Linked DNA regions of Mus musculus: region 1 is linked to region 2. A link is a contact called in public HiChIP or PLAC-seq data. All regions are on one chromosome and are shown on one strand. Each heading gives the region's core, a stretch centred on a gene start, on an enhancer-like site or on the middle of the called end of the contact. The rest is flanking DNA. Distances are from core to core; before and after follow the strand shown.

The links. HiChIP or PLAC-seq counts read pairs in DNA pulled down with a chosen protein or histone mark.
Region 1: a FOXA1 HiChIP or PLAC-seq map of pancreatic cancer cells shows a contact between it and region 2. The contact joins two enhancer-like sites. A contact is called at or near these places in 1 of 15 datasets of contacts at CTCF or cohesin (the NIH/3T3 cell line), 4 of 484 Hi-C or Micro-C datasets (the C2C12 cell line, the HL-1 cell line, adipose-derived mesenchymal stem cells and 1 more) and 3 of 115 datasets of contacts at active chromatin or transcription factors (embryonic stem cells and pancreatic cancer cells).

Annotation. Positions count from the first base shown.
Region 1 is chr12:8,180,644-8,183,343 of GRCm38.p6, forward strand. The region is part of intron 1 of Gm33037 (a long non-coding RNA gene); the gene reads right to left. Among named protein-coding and RNA genes, the nearest start is that of Ldah, 26 kb to the right of the region's middle. Within about 2 kb of position 1,253, at least 18 of the 459 cell types and tissues checked have an H3K27ac peak or open chromatin away from gene starts, as enhancers often do. A contact at or near this core is called in the C2C12 cell line, the HL-1 cell line and pancreatic cancer cells, where this site is marked.
Region 2 is chr12:8,069,684-8,072,383 of GRCm38.p6, forward strand. The region is part of intron 2 of Gm33037 (a long non-coding RNA gene); the gene reads right to left. Among named protein-coding and RNA genes, the nearest start is that of Apob, 93 kb to the left of the region's middle. Within about 2 kb of position 1,283, at least 36 of the 459 cell types and tissues checked have an H3K27ac peak or open chromatin away from gene starts, as enhancers often do. A contact at or near this core is called in the C2C12 cell line, the HL-1 cell line and pancreatic cancer cells, where this site is marked.

The DNA.
Region 1 (2,700 bases), core at 3-2,502, 110 kb after region 2:
AAACATGCACACAGCATGAGCTGATCAGCTATAGTACTATGCACAATTAATAAATATTTGCCAAAAGTAAAATACAATTCTGTTAAGTAACAGATTTATCGCAAACCTATTCTTTTGTTCTGTCTTTTATAGACCTGTCTCCTTCCCCACAGGGAGCTAATCCTATCTCACCCTTAACATAATAGAGAGCCAATTTTTTAATCAAAAACCATTTTTAGGATCAAAGAGAAACATGTTTCGTCAGATAGAGTGTTCGTTTTATCATCTGTGGGGAGTGTGCAGCTAAAATTAGAGATGGTGTCCCCCAAATTCTCAAAAAGCAAAACAAAAAAATGAAATGCTTTTAAATTCAGGGAGGGACGATTGGAGCCCTTTGTTTTTTCCTTACAGGATATATTTCTCAAGTACTAGCGGAAGTGCTAATGAGAGACAGGCCTCCTTGCCATCCAGCGACACATGTAACAGGTCACATGAAACCACAGAAAATGAGTCTATTTTAAAACGTCAGAAGCAACACTAAAGGAAAACCCGGACTTGGACTTTTTCCTCTTGATCACAGTGTAATAGAGACAATTCAGAAATGATCTCTTCTGAACTTGCTGATATCCGTGATTGAAATAGTGTTGCTAATGATAACAATGTGTACAGTTATTACATGGAAAGTACTAATAATGTGAATCATATGGCCCTCGGCTTCAGTTCCTCTCTAGATTCTTTTCCCTGGGCATATCTGATTCCTCAGAGATTAGCCTACTAAAACTCATATTTGTACTACCAAGGAGAACATTTGGATTTCTAAGAACAAAGTCAAAAAATTAACCAAGTTTCCACTTGTGCCAGATTTTCCACATAAAACAACCTTGGTGCAGAAGGTAGAAGACAAACAAAAAACACACTATTTTAAAGTATTTTTAACACCTGTTGTATTTTCTTAGGTCTGTCTAGGAGACATAATATTAAAACAATCGTGTGCTGTGAGAACCACAGAAATAGTACTGTGGATAAAAGTGCTTACCCTGCAAGCCTGGGATCCGGGTTCAATCCACCTTTATATAGAGGAGAAAATCAAATTGATAAAGTTGTTCTTTGGCCTACACACACACACACACACCATGGCACACATGCCCTCTTATGCACACATAAAATAATAAATAAATAAATAAAATATTTAAATGTATGTGGTATGAAAGTATGAGGTTCACATTGAAATCTTTAAATATTGCCTAACTTCTAGATCAGTGATTCTCAACTTGTGAGTCATGACCCCTTAGGGGACTCAAATGATCCTCCCACAAGGGTTGCCTTATACCATCAGGAAACACAGATATTTACATTATGATTCATAACAGTAGCAATGTTACAGTTACTAAGTACAATAAAGATAATTTTATGGTTGGAGGTCACCACAATGTGAGGAACTGTATTAAAGAGTTGCAGAAATAGGAAAGCTGAAACCACTGTTCTAGATTATATCTTCAATAAAATGCTAGAATACTTTCTTTTCCATATTTAGGAGAAATGTAATGATATTCAGATTTCATCCTGTTTACACTTCTGACAGTCATAGGAAATTCCATTTGTAAAGGTACATATCATTTTGATCATAAGTTACTTTCCAATTGTTCTTGAGATTATAATTAAAACTGCAAACAAGAGATAGTGTCCTTTTTGTCTCTGGGTTGATATAACAGGATTGAAATAGAAAAACTTTTCTCAGATGGCCTAGTCGGCCATCACTGCAAAGAGAGGCCCATTGGACTTGCAAACTTTATATGCCCCAGTACAGGGGAACCCCAGGGCCAAAAAGGGGGAGTGGGTGGGTAGGGGATTGGGGGGGTATGGGGGACTTTTGGGATAGCATTGAAAATGTAAACGAGGAAAATACCTAATTAAAAAAAAAAGAAAAAGAAAAAAAAAGAAAAACTTTTCTCATCAAATACTCAGTAAGTATCAAGAAAATCATAAATATATCCACAAGTGTACCATAAAAGCAAAGACTCAGTGGCTGGAGGGATGGCTCAGTGGTTAAGAACACTTGTTGCTCTTGCAGAGAACCCAGGTTTGGTTGCCAGAACAGAGGCGATAGGTCACAACCACCTGTTACTTCAGTCCTAAGGGATCTGACATCTCTTCTGGCCTCTTTGGGCATTAGGCATGCATATGGTATAAAACAGACAGACAGACAAAATGTTCACACATATAAAATTAAAATAAATGGACTCTTTAAAAAAAAAAAAAAAGCTCAATGACAGGAGTGGGAGAGACTGCTCAGTAGGTAAGAGCGCTGGTGCTTCCAGAAGATCTGGGTTTGATGCTTAGCACCCACATGGTAACTCACAACCATGTGTGACTCCAGTTCCAAGGGAGCTGACACCGACTTCTTGCTGCTGCAGGCACCTAGCATGCATGTGGTACACAGACATTCAGGTAGGCAAAACAACCATACATATAATAACAGACTACCACAATCGTGACCTGTCTCCCACAATAAGCCATATATCAACATTCCATTGTCAAAGTAAGATATATGACCAAACTTGACATCAGTGGTGAACAAAACACAGCTCTTTACTGGGAATGGAAGAAAACTGGGAATAAGTTTATTGTTAAAGGAACTTCTCAAAGACTGAGTGAAACATACCTTTAATCCCAGAACACTGGAAGAAGAACAAAGCAGATCTTTGTTAACTCAAGATCTAC
Region 2 (2,700 bases), core at 33-2,532:
AAGGTTTTTCTGTTGTTAAGGCCAGGAAATCATCATGTGCCCCCTTTGACTGGCCAACATGTTAAGTCCCGGGAACAAACCAAATCCCAATTGTGAATTTCTAGGTCACAAGAGGCCATGGATTAATCAGACTATTTACAAAACCCTGTCAACACACGCCAGAGGGAACAAGACAGTTGATGCCAGTGACATTTTGTGGATTTCTTGTAGCATGTTTTGACCATCCTTTTCTTATTAAACATTCAAATCCTTGTCATGTCCTCTAACACGGGGTTTTGCTGTCTGCTCACCCGCTGAGGACCAGTAATCTAAGACACATGCCTGGAGCCACACAGAGCTGAAAGCCCCCAGGGTCCAATTCCACCACAGCATGCACACTGCACAGACACACAGCAGACCTTTCCTGCGCCAATGCTTCCAAGCGTGTACTGTGAGATGCTCCCCTGAGAATCGGTCCCTCGGCTCCAGCTTTCCCTGCAGAACTATCTTCCCGTGGCTTTCACACAGAGGGCCTGCTTATCAGAAGGACTTTACGACATTACCACGGCAGGTGCCATCCTAATAATCAGGGTTTAGAGTCAAAACAAAGATAATCAGGGTTTATAGTCAAAACTGTAATAATTAGTTTTCATTGTCAACTTGTCTAGATTTGAAGTCACCCAGGAGACTGATAACATATGGCCCTAGATTTGTCTATGAGATTGCTTCCAGGGAAGACCTTCCCTGAGTGTGGACAATACCATCTCAGAGGCTAGAGTCCAGAAGAAATAAAAGAAGAAAGGAGAAAGGCAGGCAAGGAAAAGCATTTCCATCTCTCTTATTTCTGGTTAGTCATGCAGCAGGTATCTTCTTTCCACTATACACTCCCATGACTATAGCATCCTGCTCAGGTACAGGAGACCAAGCAAGAATAGATGGATGGATAGATGAATGGAGGGAAATGTTTGAAACCATGAGCCAAAACAAATCCTGTCTCCCTCCCCTAAGCTGTTTCTGTTAAGTGTAAAGAGCATAGAAGCTAACACATACCCCTTCCCATAGAGGAAAGAGGCTCACAGTGATTTATTGCACAGTGTTGGGCCCCGGCCTCAACTCTAATTCCCATGTTCACCAACTAGATTTTGTTCACCTTGTCTCTCTGGATGCTATACAATCCGTTCTGTAAAGGTGTAACCTTAATTGTAAAAGTCATATTCCAGCAACACCCTTCTTGCCCTGTGCTGAGCCTCCGGATTGCAAGACGCAGTGGCAGTGCTGGAGCTGTCTGGGATCGCTTCCAATGAATACGTGCTCAGGAATGTTGTAAGGTCTGAGTTAAGGAGTTGGCATTTCATAATTGCCTGTGGGTGAAAGTATTTATGCCAAGGAAATGGGCAAACAGGGATCAAAAATAAAGGCTTCCTCTCTCCCCTCCACCAGGGAGACGGTTTATTTGCTTTCCAGAAAGGGTCACAGTGACCATAAAGAGAGAGAAGTCCTCTCAGGACCCTTAGTCACATAAGACAGAAGTCAACACTGATAGATCTAAGTAGAGATGGGCTGTTAGGAAAAGTAGGACTTGGATAGTCTACAGAACCCACAGGAAATATGTAGAGCTGAAACAGGCTTGAACCCAGAGCAGCAAGGCAGAAGACACCATAAAATTCTCAGTTTCCTCTACCACTGCACACTTGGCCCTAGGCACGGCCAACCCTCTTTAACAGAGAAAATCCTAAAACATTCTTTCGCCTTGACCTCCCTTGATCCAGTTCTGAAGAGATGTCTTTGATTGACAGGCTTTAAGCAGGTCTATCCAGTAGTCAGTGTCACATAAAGCAATTCCTTCGTGGTTCCTGCTTCTACCGCAGAAGGCTGAGACTGGTCCTGATTGTCCTGAACTGACAGTGTGCTAACAGCTTCACTGCAGGAAAAACTCCACTCAAACCTGCTGGCTACAGAGCTGATGGGCCCCAGGGCAATTAAAAAAAGCCTCTCTCAAATATTTTTCCCATATGGACAAAAGTTTTCTCTGCAGTTTACCCAAATACCAATAACTTCGCAGATAAAATATTTTAAATGCATAGATCCCTCTCAGAACCAGTCCTTACCATCCTGACCTCCTTGGCCCCAGTGGTATCACAATAACACACACACACAGAGACAGAGACAGAGACAGAGACAGACAGACAGACAGACAGACAAACAGACAGACACATATACACACACACATATGCAGAGACAGAGTCAAACAGACACACACACACACACAGACAGACAGAGACAGACAGACAGACACACACACACACACACACACACACACACACACACACACACACATCCACACCCGTCAATGTGCAATGTGGAGCTAACATTTCCCTCCTACCCTCTCAATTTGGTTCAACTGACAAAGCAGAAGTAACTCTTAATCACATGCATTAGTGTAAGATTTAAGCATGGATAATACAGAACAGCAGGTAACCCGAAAAACCTTTCCATGTGGCTCCAGGATATAACATATGAGTCATTAATTATACAGAAGAATTAGAATTGCCTATGTAAATTGTGACCACAAGACGGATAGTTGCAAGGCTGCAAGTCCAATTCTGTGCTAACTTTCAGCTATATAAATTATAACATCAGCAGTATCCAAGGAGCTTTCTAGTACACAGCCAGTGCAACTGTGTATTGGGGCTGCTAGGGACGATTAGGAAAGGGAGATGG